Regions from separate parts of the Pan troglodytes genome. Here region 1 is linked to region 2. Evidence: chromatin contacts called from public HiChIP or PLAC-seq data. All regions are on one chromosome and are shown on one strand. Each heading gives the region's core, a stretch centred on a gene start, on an enhancer-like site or on the middle of the called end of the contact. The rest is flanking DNA. Distances are from core to core; before and after follow the strand shown.

Region 1 (3,136 bases), core at 311-2,810, 180 kb after region 2:
CCTCAGGACTTCTCGTTTTTTCCCGTCTCTACCCCTGACGACACAGTCCCTTCACTTCCAGCGCATTTAAAACTCCTCGGCCAAAGACACAGTCGCCGTAGTTTCTCATCCCCCAGCCTGACCCTAACTCCCGGATCACTCACTGCCTGCCCGGAATCGCCATCTTGCTCCCGTGTCCGCTGAACGTGGCCGACGCCTCCGTGACGCTGACGCCCATGTCGTCACGTAAACTCTCGCGCGGCTTTGGGTGGCCCGGATCCCGCTTGTCGGTTGAATCGCTGGTCTGAGTCACTTCTATGGTACTGGGAATCGGATCCAGTGACCTCTGTTTTGTTTCGGAGCCCACCGGCTGCCTCAAAATCTGTAGGAGAAAGGAATGACAACGTTCTAGGCCAGTTGTTCGCAGTGTGTGGTTCTGGGACCAGCGGCATCAGCAACACCGGAGATACTGTTAAAATGACAAATTCTCGGGCCCCACCCCAAACCTGCACAATCAGAAACTTTGGAGTGAAGCGAGTTATCTGAATTTTAACCAGCGGGTAATTCTGATAAAGTTTGAAAACCACTGCCATGGCTATCGATATTCCCCCTACCCCCTTCCAAGTGTTCACTTTAACTGGTTCAGGATAATTAGGCGAAAAATGAAAATCTGTGTATTAATAATACCTTACATAGGACCAAAATTATTATTAAAAAAAAATTTTTTTTTTGAGACGGAGTTTCGCTCTTGTTGCCCAGGCTAGAGTGCAAAGGCGCGAACTCGGTTACCTCAACCTCCGCCTCCCGGGTTCAAGCGATTCTCCTGCCTCAGCCTCCCGAGTAGCTGGGATTACAGGCATGTGCCACCACGCCCGGCTAATTTTGTATTTTTAGTAGAGACGGGGTTTCTCCATGTTGGTCAGGCTGGTCTCGAACTCCCGACCTCGGGTGATCCGCCCGACTCGGCCTCCCAAATTGCTGGGATTACAGGCATGAGCCACCGCGCCCGGCCCAAGGACCAAAATTATTAATAATACTGTTCACGGGCCATTGGGTATAGGAATCAGGATCATATATGATACTTTTTTTTTTTTTTTTTTTTGAGACGTAGTCTCGCTCTTGTCGCCCAGGCTGGAGTGCAGTGGCATAATCTTGGCTCACTGCAACCTCCGCCTCCCAGGTTCAGACGATTCTCCTGCCTCAGCCTCCTGAGTAGCTGAGATTACAGGCGTCCGCCACCATGCCTGGCTAATTTTTGTATTTTTTTAGTAGAGGCGGGGTTTCACCATGTTGGCCAGGCTGGTCTCAAAACTCCTGACCTCATGTGACCCACCCGCCTCAGCCTCCCAAAGTGCTGGGATTACAGGCGTGAGCCACCGTGCCTGGCCCGTATATGATACCTTTTTGAAAACTCTGCCCACATCTGTGCACTCATTCACTCTTGGTTCATTCCCAGCTAGTCTCAGAGCAGCCAAAGAGATCAATTACTGAGATAAGGATGTTGAAATCTCCAACTATAATTGCGAATTTGCTTCTCCTTTCAATTCTATCAGTTTGTGTCATGTATTTTGAAGTTAGGTATGTAAACATTTAGGATTGTTACGTTCTCTTGCATTAACCTCTACTAACCTCTATAGCATTAAGAAGTGGCCCTCTTTATTCCTTTATTCTTCTTTGTCTGCTTGGTCTGCTATCAATATAACTAGCTTTCTTTTGATTAATGCTAGCATAGTGTATCTTTTTCAACCCATTTTAATCTATTTGTGTATTTACATTCTAATTGGATCACTTGTTGACAGAAAATAGTTGGGTCTTGCTTTTTTATCCAGTCTGACAGTCTCTTCCATTTAATTTGGATGCTTAAAACATTTTCATTAAAGTGACTATGATTGCAGGCTGGGTGGGGTGGCTCAGGCCTGTAGTCCCAGCACTTTGGGAGGTTGAGGCCAGCATGCACAACATAGCCAGACCCCATCTCAAAAAAAAAAAAAAAAAGTTTGATTGCTATTTGTTTTCTATTTTTCCCAACTGTGATTCAGCTTATGATTTTCATGCTTCAGCTTCCTTTGTTGGTTTATTGACCATACTTCTTTGCTTGTTATATAAGCTGTTGCTTTAGGGTTTCTAATATATGTCTTAAACTTATCACAATCTGCCTTAAAGTAAGAATCTACCACTTTGTGTATAGTATAAGAAGCTTAGAAAAGCATACTTCCATTTTATCTCCTAGTTTTGTGCTATTGTCACTATGTCATAAATGCACAATAAATTATTTTTGCTATAAAAAGTAACTTCGTTTTTAAAAAGATTTTTTTGAATAGGAAAAATACGTTTACCCACATATTTATCATTTCTGGTGTTTCCATGTCTTTGTATAGATTCAGATTTCTATCTAGTATAATATTTTTAAAAATATTTTTAAAAAGTTTTATTGAGCGATAATTCACATATCATACAATTCATTCATTTAAAGTGTGCAATTCAGTGGGGTTTAGTATAGTCAAGTTGTATGTTTAGTATAGTCATAGTTGTACTACCCTCACCACAATCAATTTTAGTTTAGTTTTTTTTTTTTTGAGACAGAGCCTTGCTCTGTTTCCCAGGCTGGAGAGCTATGGTGCATCTCAGCTCACTGCAAGCTCCTGGGTTCAAGCCTCCTGGGTTCAAGCGATTCTCCTGCCTCAGCCTCCTAAATAGCTGGGATTACAGGCGCCCACCACAACACCCAGCTAATTTTTGTATTTTTAGTAGAGACAGGGTTTCTCCATGTTGGCCAGGGTGGTCTCAAACCCCTGACCTCAGGTGATCCACCCGCCTCAGCCTCCCAAAGTGCTGGGATCACAGGTGTGAGCCACTGCACCTGGCCAATTTTAGATTATTTTTAATACCCAACAAAGAAACCATATACCTATTAGCCACTCCTATTTTCCTCCAAATCCCCCAGTCCTAGGTAAATATTTTATGTCTATAGACTTGAAGTTCTATCAGTTTTAGCTTCATGTACTTTGAAGCTCTGTTATTAGGTTTAAGATTGTAATGTCTTCTTAATTGACTTTTCATTATCAAATAACCTTTATCATTATAATATTCTTTGCTCTGAAATCTACTTGTGTGATATTATAGCACTCCAGTTTTCTTTTGACATTAACTCTAGGGA
Region 2 (3,090 bases), core at 171-2,670:
GATTTTATTCACTGCGCCTTCGCTGGTGCCTTGAATGCCCTTCTCCTGTTCTTTGACTTGTAAAAATCTCATCCACTCTTCAAGATCATGCTCTCTTGTCACTTCTATTTTCAGGCACCCTTTGGCCCTAATTGACAGTGCTCTCCTCATTGCTTCTACAGTCTACAGCACTACTGGTATGCTACTACAGATAGTCTAAAAGTTGTTTTGCATCTCTTTCCTACTACATTGAGTTTCTTAACGGCAAGATTAAGCTTTGTTCGTCTCTATGTCATCAGCAGTTTGTCCAGTGCCTAGTACATGTTAGATACTGAATACAAATTTATGACTTGAATTGGGCAGGATGCTTGAACATCATTTTGTGAAAGGACCAGTGATTTCGTTCTGTATAATTTTCAGCCTCTTCTTTTTCAGATATTGAAAGAACCTCAGAATAGGATGGTTGATGGGCCCACTTAAGATAGTTGCTATGTTATAGCCCCAATTTTTAGCCGAGTCTCTCTAGGGACATAGAAACTGTGCTTTCTCAAATGACTGATTGGTGCCTGAGTATGGATTTTTCCAGATATCAGAGTTCCTTAGAACTGTGATGATTTTCAATCTAAGAAGACCTAGATGCTAGGTTACACACACACACACACACACACACACACACACACACACACAACCTCATCGTTTTGAATAGCAGATACAGGGTTTCAGTGTTTTTGTTTTACCCTCTGTGGGTTCTATCCCAGCATCTTACTAAGGGCTGAGATTTCAGGGCATGAAACACGGAATCAACAAAAACAAGGTTTTTACAATCTCAAAACTTTGGGAAACTGTTGAGTTATCTTGAAAGCCTAGAGGGGGAGCATCAGTTAGTTTTGTAGAGAACTCGGCGAAACAATATTGATGCATACGGCTAGCCTCTGTCATCCTCCTGAGTTAAACCCAACGGGACATGCTGGACTATACAGGAGCCACTCGTGGACTCCGTGAAGACCAGATGGGTAGTGTTCTTGAAATGAGCAGATGTCTATTTGTAGAACTCTGGTAGTAGCTTTGGAGTGGGTGGGGAAGAGCTTGGTTCCCATTTCCCCTCAAAGACAATTATTTGCTTCTGATGAGAATCCAAGCAACAAGTTGCCATTGAGAATGCAGTGATTGGTCAGCAAACGAAGCCTATAGGAAGAGCCTTCGGGTGCATTCCTTGTGACATATCGACCCGTCCTAAGCCCGACGCTTAATTATGGGACCTCTCAGCTCCTCCCTCCCGCCTCGAGCTCCCTTTTGGCTTCTCACAAGGCTTCCTGGGGACGATTCCCCGATGCTAGAGTACTTGGGGTCTGGGCCCACAGGGAACCCGTCAGCCTCCCTCCTTGGAGCGGGCCTGATCCCGGGAGGGCGCCCGCGCGGCCCGGAGGCGGGAACCCAGGGGGAGAAGGCGCCGGCGCCGCCCTGGCGCGCAGACCATCTGTGCGGTCCTGCGCGGGGGCAGGCGCGGCCTCAGCCCCCGGGCGCTGGCGGACCCAGCGCGTCAGCTAGGCCGCCCCCGTCGGCCCTCCCCCGGGCGGGGCCAGCCCCGACGGCGCTGACTCAGCAACGCGAGGGGGGAGTTTTGTCCCTCCGCGGACCCCGTTTCTCCCGGCCTCAGCCTCCCCGCCGCCGCCGCCGCCGCCGCCGAGCCGGTTTCCTTTTTCCGGCGCTCCGGGTGCGAGAGACAGGTCGGGCCCCCTAGGCAGCGAGCCGCAGCGCAATCCCGGCGCTCGCCCAAGGACCCTGGAAGCCACCGTTACCCCGCCGGGCAGCGTGGGCGCCATGAGCAGCTCGGGTGAGGTGCCGCCGTCCCCCGCCGCGGTCCTCTGGAGGAGCTCCGCGGTCCCCGTGAGGCCCGGCGGCGGGGAAGGCCGGGGGCTGGGACCCTTGGCGATGGCGGGGAGGGAGCTTTCGGGGCAGGCTGGATCGGCCTGGAGGGAGACAGCTCCTTGGAGGAGGATGCCGCTTATGGGTTTCCCCGCTGCAGCGGGCACCCCAGGATGCGCTTACGAAGTTAGATTCGGGACGCGGGAGCCCCAGATCAGCCCTTTCCCCCTCTTTTTGCGTTAAAATCCTGTTTGGTCTCCCAACAGGACTGAATTCGGAGAAGGTAGCTGCTGTGATACAGAAACTGAATTCCGACCCCCAGTTCGTACTTGCCCAGAATGTCGGGACCACCCACGACCTGCTGGACATCTGTCTGAAGCGGGCCACGGTGCAGCGCGCGCAGCATGTGTTCCAGCACGCCGTGCCCCAGGAGGGCAAGCCAATCACCAACCAGAAGAGCTCAGGTGTGGGCTTCCACTTCTCCCATACTTTCCTTGACCTTCCTGACAGCGTCCCATTTTGGTGTCTTATTTAAGAGTGGTCTTAAATTCGTACTGAAAGAACTGGTCGTAAATTCGTAAAGAATGAGGCACAGGTACAGGCAGGTCTAAGAACATTACCCATGTGGTTTGTTTTGCTGTTCTGTGGCTTGTTAGTACATGCGGTTAGAGTACAAAAGTGACATGTCCATGAGTATACGTTTGAGTGTTATTGACTATATTATGTTCCAATGCTATGTGGTTTGTAGCCCGTGTCTTGGAGATGTATGGTCTTGGTCACAAAACAGAACATGTGAAAATGTTCATATCTTTGGAGGACTCCCCAGAAATGCCCTGAAGGCCCTATACTATGAAATAGAAAAGACACAATGTAATTACATTAAAATGTCATCAGATGTTACTTTTAAATATGCTTCTTGGTTACAACTGAAGCTAATGTGCTGATGGGCTCAGTTCCCACCAGTAGATCAGTTTGTAATACAGAAAAAAGTTCTGTTCTCATGCCTTGCTGGTCAAGAAGTCTCGTTTTGCTATCTGCTTTCTAGCACCACTCTCAGAAAAAACAGGTATAGTGAAAGATTGGATATCCAGCAATCTAAATAAGGAGCACATTCTCACAACAAAATTGTACTAAACGGATTTTTAAAAGTCTTTCTGTACTTAAAAACGACCCCCCAGTCTATCTATATGGACAGGAAGCACATCAGTGCTTGTTTAGAGTCGGTTAGAACTCACAAAGCACACA

What was found. HiChIP or PLAC-seq counts read pairs in DNA pulled down with a chosen protein or histone mark.
Region 1: an H3K4me3 HiChIP or PLAC-seq map of stem cell-derived excitatory neurons shows a contact between it and region 2, with 8 times the contacts expected there. The contact joins the promoter of NSRP1 here to the promoter of BLMH in region 2. A contact is called at or near these places in 2 of 7 Hi-C or Micro-C datasets (blood and stem cell-derived neural progenitor cells) and 1 of 1 datasets of contacts at active chromatin or transcription factors (stem cell-derived excitatory neurons).

What each region holds. Positions count from the first base shown.
Region 1 is chr19:37,459,688-37,462,823 of NHGRI_mPanTro3-v2.0_pri, forward strand. NSRP1 (nuclear speckle splicing regulatory protein 1) reads right to left here and starts at 1,561. Exons shown (of 7, transcript XM_063798767.1): 1 at 1,380-1,561; 2 at 144-361. All of the region lies in intron 1 of LOC107969205 (a long non-coding RNA gene), which reads left to right.
Region 2 is chr19:37,281,057-37,284,146 of NHGRI_mPanTro3-v2.0_pri, forward strand. It overlaps BLMH (bleomycin hydrolase), which reads left to right and starts at 1,421. Exons shown (of 12, transcript XM_511383.7): 1 at 1,421-1,813; 2 at 2,112-2,309. The coding sequence starts at 1,801.